Linked DNA regions of Mus musculus: region 1 is linked to region 2. The links are chromatin contacts, called in public Hi-C maps. All regions are on one chromosome and are shown on one strand. Each heading gives the region's core, a stretch centred on a gene start, on an enhancer-like site or on the middle of the called end of the contact. The rest is flanking DNA. Distances are from core to core; before and after follow the strand shown. Region 1 overlaps B3galt1 (UDP-Gal:betaGlcNAc beta 1,3-galactosyltransferase, polypeptide 1). Region 2 holds the start of B3galt1 (UDP-Gal:betaGlcNAc beta 1,3-galactosyltransferase, polypeptide 1).

Region 1 (5,958 bases), core at 240-2,739, 450 kb before region 2:
CTGGAGGAAATAGGAGCATGGAGTGTTAAAACCAGTCGGCAGTGAATAGCATATCTATGACAAAAAAAAAAAAAAAAAAAAAAAAAAAAAAAAAAAAAAAGAAGAAGAAGAAGAAAGAAAGAAGAAAAAGAGAGAATGTTCAAACTGGCCACACCTAAGGCAGAGGCCCAGCCCACAACTAGGTGACCATACAGAAAACATCTTTAGAGAGCTTACTCTTTCATTTTAACATTTAGAGCTTAGGCTGCCTTGGAAAAGCTGTCTTACACACATAAACCTGCTTCTTTGACAGAGTAGCCTAAGTAAGGAGACCTGTTAGCCCAGTTGAACCGCATTCAGAAATACAAAGAAGACATCCATATCAAGATAAAAATTAAAACCAAACAGAAAACAAAATAAGAGACCAACAACGAGATCACCAAGCATTGTGCTGAAGGAGAGACACTAGAAGACGTGATGTCATGGGATTTGGGGGCAGAGAAGGCAGTAGTGAGGGAGTGGGGGAGTCAGCAAAATCACAGAGAATGCTGGGTGATATTTTGGCCTACAGAAATGCCAGAGGGCCCTCACTATGACATTTTTTTTAAAAGAAGCACCAGGTTGTGAGACCTTAGAGGTATACCTTGAATGTCCTCATTTCCTTCATGTCCCCACCTGTGTCCTATTACTAACATCACCTTAGAACATCCCTAAGCCAGATGATGAACCACAGAAGAGTGGAGGCTTGGAGTTAAAATTTGGGAATAAAACCTGTATGGTCCTGTTGATGCATAATCTAGCATGGCAGATTGAGATACACAGGGTGAATATAAGGTAGGATTATGTGTGCTGATACAGGCTGGGCTCTGTCGCAGTGCTGGCTCACAGGGACTCCTGGGAAGTAATTTCCTGCTCTCTTTATGGCTTTATCTGACAGAGCTGGAAGGAGGGAAGAGAGAGGAATAGACTGAACATAAACGGGAAGCCAAAAAAGCAAGCAAGAAAGAGAGACAAAACCTATCACAGTTCTCCTCTTATTTGAATTAGCATATTTCAGCAATTGCCTGCCCTGCTAAAAGAGAAGTTAACCTTATTTTCTTAATATCATATTCAGCAAAAAACCATCCCTGCGTATTTTGAGCTCCGTAGAGAAAGGGACAAGCAGCAAGCTAGTTGTAGCAGAGAATAACGGGAAGGGAGCCCCTAGCAGCTCCTACATCCAGAGCTGGAGTCAGGGAGTGCCCTCTTCCCTGTGGGAACAGAATCATGGTATGACTGAAGGCTGGCTTTGTAAGGCACATCCCGAATGCTCACGAGCCAACTACACTATCTGATGAGAAGGCAACTTGGAAATCAAGTCAAATCAACCCCAGGCTGACCTCTGGATACACAAGGCCTAGCTGGGAAAGAAGCCCTTGTCTTTTTCAGATTGCAATCAGTCTTGTGCTAAGATTATGAGGGAGATGGTCACAACCTTCCATATGACTAATCACTCATCTTTTCCCAGCATGTGACTAATCTACTGGAAGAAACCTGACATCACCGACGAGCAGCATGGAGAAGTAATATATCTTTAGACCTATGATCGTGGGGACAACAGAGCTGGCTTAGAATTTAATGATCCTGTCTGGGTGGGCAGGCTAAGATGCTGTTCACACAACCTGTTATTACACTCAACTGAACAGGCCTCTGACTTCTTTCCATCTAATGATAGCTCCACTTGGCGAATGCTCTAGTGTGCCAGGCTCCTTCAACATAAATTCTTCCTCATCACTTCCTCTGAGGGAGTGGATGGTAATAACTGTTGTTAGTTCATGTTACAGACGGGAAGGATGCTTGAGAGAACAAGGACTTTGTCGTAAGCAAGATGGCTGAGGGGTGCTGAAACGATGGGACCTGAACCTACTGATTTGGGTCTGAGAAGACCCTCTGTTTACTCTTCTCATCCACTGTGCTCTGACATTAGAAAAAGACATTTTCCACTCTCACAAAGAGAGCAGAAAGGAGGCCATGAGCATGAGTTTCTGCAGTAAGTGCAGTGAATTGCCTCTTCCTTCCAGATGAATTCTGATCAAGAGTTCCTTGGGCATCCACGCAGTTTCTTTCCTTTCTGCCTCGTAAATTCCACAATGATTACGCCTTTCTCTCTCTGCAGAGATTCTCTGGTTGAATACATCAGCAGAGAGCAGTGGTGTGAAATGTTTTCTTCTACTGCCCCCCCCCCCATAGGTGGTGAGTCACCTGCTAATTCAGTTTCCAGCAAAACAATGCATATTTCAAATCCCTTTTCTGTGCCACTGAAGACTGCCATTTTAGAGAGCTGCATCAAAATGAAGTAGAGATGAATACCACGTGGAACAGCACTGATCACAGCCTATCACTGAGAAACACCATTCTGTGTAAACTAGCATGGCTTACTACTAGCACGTGGTATGGACATGTACACTCAACATGAATACTTGTCTACAGGAGCCAATCCATTTCTTTGTAATAGCCAGAACTAGACTTGGAAGCATTCCGTGTGCTCAAATGTTTGCCCCTTTGCCCCTTCAAGGCTCTGTCCATGACAATGATAGTGGTGGTCTCCCTGACTTCCCTGTTGGTGCCTTTAAGCTGTGCAAAATCGAAAAAACATAGAGGTGAAATTGTAGAAGTGGATGGTCTAAATGTGAGCAGGGTCCCTGCAAAGAGCCTCAGAGAAGATCCCTATGCCTAGCCTATGGATAATCTCCTTTTGTCTGGAAAAACAAGAATATGTAGGTTCCTATAGTAGCATGATGTCACACGGACTGCCACAGTAGTAGTTGAGACTATTGAAAGATTATCGGTGTCCTCCAAAAGATAAATATTTCTTGAAATGTTATGGCCAAATCTGTTAAGAAATCTTTATATCTATATCTATATCCATAGCCATAAATGTATGGATACATATCTAATATATATCTATATATCTAATATATATACATGCATATATATGCATACATGCATATATATATGTACATATGGAGAGAGAGAGAGAGAGGGAGAGAGAGAGAGAAAGAGAGAGAGTCCAGATAACTACATTTAGAAACTACATTAGAAATACGAGTTTTGAGCATAGGAATGGAGAATATGGGGACACAAAATTCTCCAGAAGGAAAGAGAGTGACAGAAGAAGAGGTCCAGGGAGATGGCAATAGAATGAATAGAAGAAATAATGCAATTTTGATCTCAAAATGCTGCCCTTGTCCTGCTGGATGCAGGAAAGAAGGAAAGAAGGAAAGAAGGAAAGAAGGAAAGAAGGAAAGAAAGAAAGTCTACGCTGTGGACTTGTAGTGATTTGGGTGAGGTAGGTAACAAGGTAAGGTCCCCAGCCATACAAATATTTCTTTTTATCCCTTTCCTCTCTTTCAGAAGGATTTCTGGCATGCTGAATCAGAGGCTTGATATCAGCTCTGATTTTTAGCTATTTTAAGCCTCTTAACTTTCTGGTCCTTTTTCTTAGATTCAAAAGCAGGTTGCATCTATTGTGTTTTTTCTTTCTCAAACCCCCATCAATAAGCCTCCTGGTACATGAACTATTGAGTGTAAATACAGAATCACAGACTCTCCTTAACCTCTGAGTGGAAAGTGTCAGAGGATGAAGTTCTGGGAATCTCTTTTAAATAAACTCCCCAGGTTAGACTAATGCAGACATAAGAGACTTTGGCTGCAGCATAACCTTATTCTGGGTCATAAAACCTTCACTTTTCAATTTTATTGACCTATAGAATCTAGAAATCAAGTAACATAAAAAAGTTATGAGCCCAAGTATCAGGGTGCTTCTGAAAATGTACTGTAAGCAGTAAGAGACTTGATAATCGTTCATCACAGACACTTGCTCTGGAATATGGTCTTACACGTGGCAGGCTTTTTTCCTGTCTGAAATCTGATTTCCATAGAAGATCAATAAGAGAATACGTTGCCAATATGGTAACCATTTATTCTTTGATTTTTTTTACTAAAACCCTGCTCTAAGCAATTGGCATTTGAAACAAATCATTCCTCCAGCAGCCATAATCATACTTTATTGCCTTTGTTCTCAAGTATTCATTTCATTTCCAATCTCCTATTGTATAAAGCAGGCACAGAACTTTTGGAATCTAGTTTATCATAGTGCAAATGGAGTGGAGACGAAAAGCGAATGGGAGCTGGGGGAATCTGCCTCAGCCCCGCAGCCAAGACCCTTTCTCTAGGAGACCTCACACTGGTCTCTCTAGGAGACCCCACACTGGTCTGTGGTGAGACAGTTGAATAAACACTGCCACAGAGAGTCCAACTTTCAGAAGCTTGCTGACCCACTTTGCTTACAATGAAACCAGTGGTTTATCTGAAACCCAGACAAAGCATTTAGGAAGTGAATTCACATTTCCTCAAGAAGAGAAAATGGTTGGGGTTTGGAGCCTGTCTGGGCAGAGGCCTGCATGGTTTGGTGCCTGACTCTCTCTCTGCATGGACTCTTGAGAGGTTCGTACTTTTCAAATCCAGCTATGCTGTTGCAATTGTTTTTCCAGATTCTCCGTCTAACCCTCCAGAGTGGTCTGCATGCAGAGCCAAGTTTGAACAGGTATTTACGTGGCTATTGTTTTCTCACCAGAATCAGCTGGTAGGTAGCTGACCTAACATGGAACTTAGGCACATTCATCGAAGTTTGTCACTGTTCACGTCGTCCGGGAAAGTCAGCACTGTGCGACTTAAGTGTCACTGTGGCTCATGTCAGTTTGATTGGCTCAGACTGGGTTCCTCTGCAGTTACAGCTCTACTCCCAAGAGGAGTTGCTAAAGATGCAGGGGACATTCTATCCCAGGGTGTCCAAGTACTATGAAATTCTAAGACAAAGGTTTTCTTTTCTTTGTCTTTGGAGCATCTTTTCGCCTGGCCTATGTTCATTTCTTAGAACAGCGGTGTAGTTTTTCTGCCAGGCAAATCTTACTCAGAGAAGCAACTAAGTGGGATGTGGGAAGGGAAGAGTTATTCTCCATTCACAGTAGAGCCTGCACTACATTAAACAAATAAACAAACAAACAAATCAGATGTATCTCTTTTGCAAAATCGCCAACGAATTATATATAAATGGTATAACAGTCATACACACAGGTTTTCTTGTGCCTGTAAAAGGCCTTTGTAGGCTCCTCCTCAAGCACTCACTTTTTTATTTGTCAGAAATTGTAGAAATGACTTTGGCATTTGAATATATGTATTTGCATATGGAATGCACACACACAACAACACACACACAACACACACAACACACACACACACACACACACACACACACACACGGTTAAAAGTGCTGCTCCTTTCACTGGAAATCATCCTATACTGAAACAACTCATGAAGACATGAAACGCCCACTGCACATCATACCTATTTGGCTCTCATCCGTTCCCTCTTTTAGTCCCAAAAATGATTCTGTTTCCAAGTTAAATTTTCTGTGCACCTCAAACTCTTTCAACAAGAAAAAGTTCCTTATGTGTCAAAAGGGGTAGGCAATATGACTTCCAGAAGATAAGACGCACAGAACAATACAGTATTAGGCATGGTGTCTGATTTTCATACAGAGGTATAAATGAGACTTTATAAAGGAAAAACTCGTTTTAGGTTGTCACAGCTCTGGCACATATGAGTACAATGCCTTCAGCTCCAATTTAGTCCTCCCCTGCCTGGATCTTGGGTTGTCATTATATCCTTTCCCAATCTCTGCAGTGGTATCTGGTGAGTTATTCCTGACTGGCTCCTTAGAAACATGGTCACACACTCTGGAGGCGCCTTATTAAATGATCCAATATCCCAGTGATTAGGGCTTCTGGGAAGAACACGAGTGCCTGAACAAGCCCCGTAGCACGCGTTTCTGTGTTCCTGCAGGGCTCCTGGACCCTGCCTTACTTGCTTTGCATGGTCTTACTTCCTGTGGTCCCTCAAGCATGTTCCCACCCAACACATATGCTTGCTGTCAGTTTT
Region 2 (5,795 bases), core at 1,248-3,747:
GCCAAATGCTAAAATTCTTCCAAGAAGTTCCATCTTTAATATTGGACGGTATTATTTAATTCATTTGGATTTAAGTTTCTTTGGAATTTTTTATCAATAATGTGTACCACATTTTAAACTTAGTACCTTCATACTAAGCCATCATGGACAAAGACATATTTTTGTCAGCTCACAGATTTGTGTAAAAAAAAAATTCCCACAAACTAAAAGTAACCATTTAGTATGTTAATAACATCCATAAAGTCCTGAATGTTGTAATAATTTAAAAGTTGTTATAATTAAAAAAAATCATCTGGAGGCAGGTGAATCTTGACTACAAATCTAACAACATACACCTTATAAATATATCAGAAAAAGAGGCTTTGGAGCCAGAAATCATGACTGTTAAAAACAAATATTCAGTAGCAATTTCTAATAAAGCTTCAGAAATAAAATTAACACCGCTACCTCTTTATTGGAAGTTGCTCATCTCTTTTTAGAATAACATAGCTAGGTTTTGCAAACTACAAAGATGGGGGTTTTGCACAGATCCCTCCTTGCTGCCCACACTATTCCTCTGGGGTGCCATACTTTCGTTTTCACTATTCAAGCAAACCAGAAAGGAGCCCAAGCAAAGCTGTTTCTCACTCTGGCATGTTGTTATTGTTGTTGTGGTGGTGGTGGTCTATGAAATTTGTCCAGTGGTCGGACAACAGAATCCCCATTAGATTCCCCAACAGATAACCCAGCTTCAAACAGGGAAATTGGTGTAGGCAGTTCAAGATCCCAGATCCCTGTGTTGAGCCAGTTTTTGGTTTTCCCAACCCTGCCAGGCAGGGGAGCTGCCCTCCCCACCTCTACAGCTTCCTGCAATCCCATCTCTGGTCACAGTCTTTCCCGGGCTGAGCCAGAGAGGGGAAAGTGCCTTGGTGCTGAAATATCTCATGAAGTTTCGAAAGGAGAGATCCTTACGGAGACAATAGATCCCAGAGAAAAGTCTCTAACGTTAAGTTTGTGCGTCCTATACAGGGATGGGGGAATCACTGTCCTGAGCAGCGAGCTCTAGACTCAGCCTGAGAGCACTACTCAGAAATAGCAGAGCATAATTGGTCTTCTGCGGAAAGGTTGCAGTGTAAGTGGAACTTGAAATGGCTTTACAAAACGGAACATGTAAGAAAAACAAAAAGAACAAAAACAAAAATCAGCATATGTCCTGGAAGAAGCTGGATATAAAAACCTGGTTCCCTTTGAATTAACGTGTTCCAAGTCTGGTAGCCCAGACCCCAGCAGGCTTGAAGTTTCTGACTGCGCAGCCGCTCTCCCAGTATCTGTCCCAGGACACACCAGTCCCAAACACGATGACACACCTGTCAGGGCTGCGAGGGAGGAAGTGCCTGCTCCAGGACATTCCTCCAATGTCCGCACTAGCACCACTCCACCTCTGCCCATTTGTCCAGTTGCGACCACCTTAGCTCAAAGGCGTAGTCCTCTGGAGTGGAATTCATTTCACCCCAAATCTGCGCTCCTGAAAAGTGAACTGAGCCTCCCACGCGGGGTTTCTGCCACCTATAAGTGGCCAGTCCCCAAGCCTAGCCTCTGGCCCTCGCCCCTTATCAACTTCTCTTTGCTTCAGCAAGGCTGATCAACCATTACTTTCTGCTCCAAAGTCCCTGGCGTAAAGTGAGACTTTGGGGAGCCTCGGTGAATGCGCTTCTCCCCCAGCGCGCTAGACCCAAGGGCTCCTTTTCATTAAGGCAATAAAGTTCAATTTGCCCGGCTCCTTCTATGCCAGAGGAGACTTTTCAATGCACCGAGTTCTCCGTCCCAGCGCGCTCAAAACATCCTGTTCATTCCAGCCCGGATCCTTGAAGGACATCAGTCTACATAAAGGGGACCTACTCCTCTCCTTTCAAAGTGCCCCAAACCTCGTGCGTGTGCGCGCGCACACTCATACCCACACTCTCTCACACACAATGCCATCCACGCGCTGTCAAAGTCTGTCACTGCCTAAGCCAGAAGGCAGGAGCTGAAGCCGCACCGGCGCGAGCATCAGCCTGGCCAGGCAGCAGAACTCGCTGTCTAGGTCCCAAACATCCTTGTCCGGATGCTCCGGCCACTAGGAGCTTGTAAGCACCCCAAGATTACAAGGCGGTCTGGAGAGCCGCACCTTACCCGCGGGACGCGCCGTCTCTGGCCGTTCTGCTGGCCCGCGGGCCACAGGGACGCTGCAGCCGGGGTCCCGAAGATGCTTATTCTCCGCTGCCGCTGCCCGGATCCCTGGCGCCAGCATCACTTCTCCCCCGCCTCCGCCTCCTCGTGCTCAGCTCGCGCGCCCGCCCCTCCCGGCGGCCTCCTGCAAGCCCCGCGGTGCTGGCAGCGCGCGGTGGACGGCGGCGGAGGCGGCAGCGGCGCCCGCGCGGGCTCGCTCAGCTGCACCAGCCGAGCAGCCGCGGCGGCAGCCGGAGCACCGGAGCCGGGTTGCGCTTCCCCGGCGACGGTTCTGGCCTCGGCGACTGACAACGCCCGGCAGCCAATCGCCGCCTCGCCCCGCGCGGCGGGGGGAGACCAATCAGAGCGGAAGGCCCAAGGTTTGCCTCCGCCTTTGCTCAGCAGGCTTGTTTCCGGGAGAGGATGCTGCTGGGGTGTGGGATGGAGGGGGAGGCAGGGCTGGGGCGACGGGTGGGGGACTTGGGCCCCGAAGCCCAAGCCCAAGACACAGGGAAGAAGCCCGGCCCACAAATGTGGACCCCGGGCGCTTTTTGTCTACCCTCGAAGAGCATCTTGGCATGACCCGACACTCCCGGGTAACTGTCCCCAGAGCCTTGGCACGGAGGTTCAGTGTCCTGGCATCACTATGCAGAGGTCTTGGGACCCGAGTAGAAGCGGCGCTACTGGAGAGCGAATCCCTGGAGGTGGTCGCCGCCTTGAAGGAAGCAAGCAAAGTCACCAGACAGCGCCCCCGTCCTTCTAGGTTTGGCAGCTGAAAAGTGGTACCTCCACTAGTGATCAGCCTGGAGATGTCCAAGGAAGGAGATACATTGAGGAACGTTTTTCAAAGTTCCTTGCAGAGTGGACCTTTCATGTTTGCTCTCCATAGAAACGTCAACCCCGCAGAACAACCACTACGGGAAAATAACCAAACAAAACCAAAGGAAACCAAACAGTGACTGTGTGAGCAGGCTAGTTAATTACCTAGCCCTTGCACGTTGGTTTTATTTACTCATATGGAGAGCATCAAGCCTAACTGATCCAAGAGGTTTTGCTTTAAGAGTTCGTGTGCGAATGTGACTGAACATTAAGTGACAATGTTTGATAGGAAACGGAAACAGAAACCTTTCTTGCCTGTCCTAATCTTTCCCTCAAACACTAATAATCTTTCCTTGTAGAGTATTTTAATTTTCCAGTGCAGTTATGCCAAAATCGCCATCAAAACAGCCCAGAGGACTACTTAAAAGCTTCCGCACTTAATTTCTAGAAACAAGGAAAACAAAATTAAAACTGTTTACACAAAGGCTTGTAGAAGAAAGGGACAGTCTCCAAATGACCCTTGTTCTCCAATGGAGACAGTAAAAGTCACCTCACAATGCTTTTTGTGAGTGTTTTTAAAAGAAAAAAATCATAGCTACATCATTTTCTGATAAAAATGACTTTGTTACTCGGTATGATCCTTTCTTTTTATTTCTATGCTGTTATTCATGTTGCTAGTTATTAAGGGGCTCGATTGTTTTTGCAATCAACACCACTCTTTTCTTCATTTACCTTTTTAGAAAGGAAGAGAGGGAGGGAGAGAGGGAGGGAAGGGAGAAAAATAAGAGAGAAGAAAGAGGGAGAGAGAGAGAGAGAGAGAGAGAGAGAGAGACAGACAGACAGACAGACAGACAGACAGACAGAGTGAGAATTATTATTTGATTTCCAGAACAAGCCATGCACAAACTTCTTGGACTTGTTACCATTTAGAAAAAGAAGATGCTCACTACGCAACAGACTTGCCTACTATTACCACGTTTTCAGTATAGAGAATATTCAGACCTTTGCTGTTTTCTGTGCCTTCCTCCTCTTCAGCCAGTTGACCCATCTTGCTAGGCCATCCCTTTCCAAACTGGCTGTGCTGACAGTAATCCCATTTCTTTACAGTTAAAAGCTGACATGTAGACCCTATTCCTTTGGTTTCTTTTTAATATGACGGTCTTGACATGGCTTCTCGTTTAAAATATATATATATATATATATATATATATATATATATATATATATATATATGTGTGTGTGTGTGTGTGTGTGTGTGTGTGTGTATAAACACATACATATATATACATGTATACACACATACACACATATATATATATATAGAGAGAGAGAGAGAGAGAGAGAAGTACATATATGTGTTCCTATTGCATAAAAAAAAAAAAACAGTATCTTCACAGACTATCCAAGGAACAAACCATGTAAGAAGGAAGCTCAGGAAAGAAAAGTAAACGTGTAATATATTCAAAAATGTGGAGGGAAGAGTTAATCTCTGAAAAAATAAACAGATCTTAAAGTTAGAAAGTCCAAAAGCAATAAGAAGCTGGTGAGAAAGCGCAGAAGGAAAATCGCATACCTCTAAGCCTGACCATCCCATCTCAACCCAGAGACCCACGTGTTAGGAGAGAACTCATCCTCTCTAGGGTACACTTCCACACCCACAACCCCACACATGAACACAGAAAATTAAAAGTACAAAAGTGCATTTGTTACAAAAGCAGTTACCATTTAGAAAAATCTCTAACAAAAAGGTAAGATTGAAGAGAACCTCAATTTTTTTAAAGGGATTTTTGGTGATAGAAAGAGGTAGGTGATTTAGGACCTTGCAAGCAGAAATGTACAGACAGCCCATGTAATTTTTATAAGTACTTTATATCTTACCAAATATGTGATTTTACAGTTTGTGTGTTATCTCATATTTTGTATCTTCTAGCCCTGTATAAGTTTTGCATAGCATAGTATTAGTGAATAAGTCAATCAAGTAATTCTGAACAAATGAAAGGCTTAAAGAGAATCAACAGCCAGGTGTACATAACACTAATATCTATCATTAGTGCTTTCTGCATTTAGCTTGGAATAAAACAAGAATTCAGAATTAACACTTGACAGGAAGAATTGTGAAAAATTTAAGATCGAGGAAGCCTTTTTATTTTAAGGATAAAGAAGAAAAAGAAAAGATAACATTCTACACAGCTAAAAATACTGTGTGTTTGGTGCTAGAATTCTCTGCACTTCTATGAGAACCAGCATAGGAGGCATAGAAAGGCCAATGTTTTTTGATTTTTAATGAATTGTTTATATTTAAATGAAAACTGTTTTAGGGCAATTTGTTTGTTTTTAGTTCCTAATTACATATGTCTGATTTTTTTCTCCCTGTTATTAAAGGAAGGTGTTTCTTTTTATTTAAAGGGATAAAGATTCACGTAATCAAAAAGTACGTCAAGAAATTATATATTAATTAATGCAGCCAATCTATCAGGGTCAGTTGGAATGAAAGCAAGAAACTAAACAAGGAGAGAAATCTGTCCACTTCTACCCCTGACTCTGTCAGTATGAATAATCTCAGGGCAGTCATTAAACCCCCACTCAGCAATCCTTATCTTAAAATAGAGATTAAAAACAAATCAAACTTGTGGCTGCCTCTCTCGGATTTGAAGCTTAACTTGTAATTAGGGCTACAAGTTATGAAAGGTTTCTGGGAAAGGCCATTGTGAAAAGGTAGAGAACATGGATTTAATAATGACATTACCCTCTCTCAAATGTGAAGTAATTTAATTCTCACTGTAGCTGTT

Evidence for each region. Hi-C and Micro-C count contacts between places; a contact is called where the count stands out from the background.
Region 1: a contact with region 2 is called in a Hi-C map of the N1E-115 cell line, with 2.6 times the contacts expected there. The contact joins the enhancer-like site here to the promoter of B3galt1 in region 2. A contact is called at or near these places in 3 of 484 Hi-C or Micro-C datasets (the N1E-115 cell line, cerebral cortex and embryonic fibroblasts) and 4 of 115 datasets of contacts at active chromatin or transcription factors (the 230-238 cell line, embryonic forebrain, embryonic midbrain and 1 more).

Annotation. Positions count from the first base shown.
Region 1 is chr2:68,007,737-68,013,694 of GRCm38.p6, reverse strand. All of the region lies in intron 4 of B3galt1 (UDP-Gal:betaGlcNAc beta 1,3-galactosyltransferase, polypeptide 1), which reads right to left. Among named protein-coding and RNA genes, the nearest start is that of Mir6335, 230 kb to the right of the region's middle. Within about 2 kb of position 1,489, at least 5 of the 459 cell types and tissues checked have an H3K27ac peak or open chromatin away from gene starts, as enhancers often do. A contact at or near this core is called in the N1E-115 cell line, where this site is marked.
Region 2 is chr2:67,562,391-67,568,185 of GRCm38.p6, reverse strand. B3galt1 (UDP-Gal:betaGlcNAc beta 1,3-galactosyltransferase, polypeptide 1) reads right to left here and starts at 2,497. Exons shown (of 6, transcript NM_001379327.1): 1 at 2,152-2,497.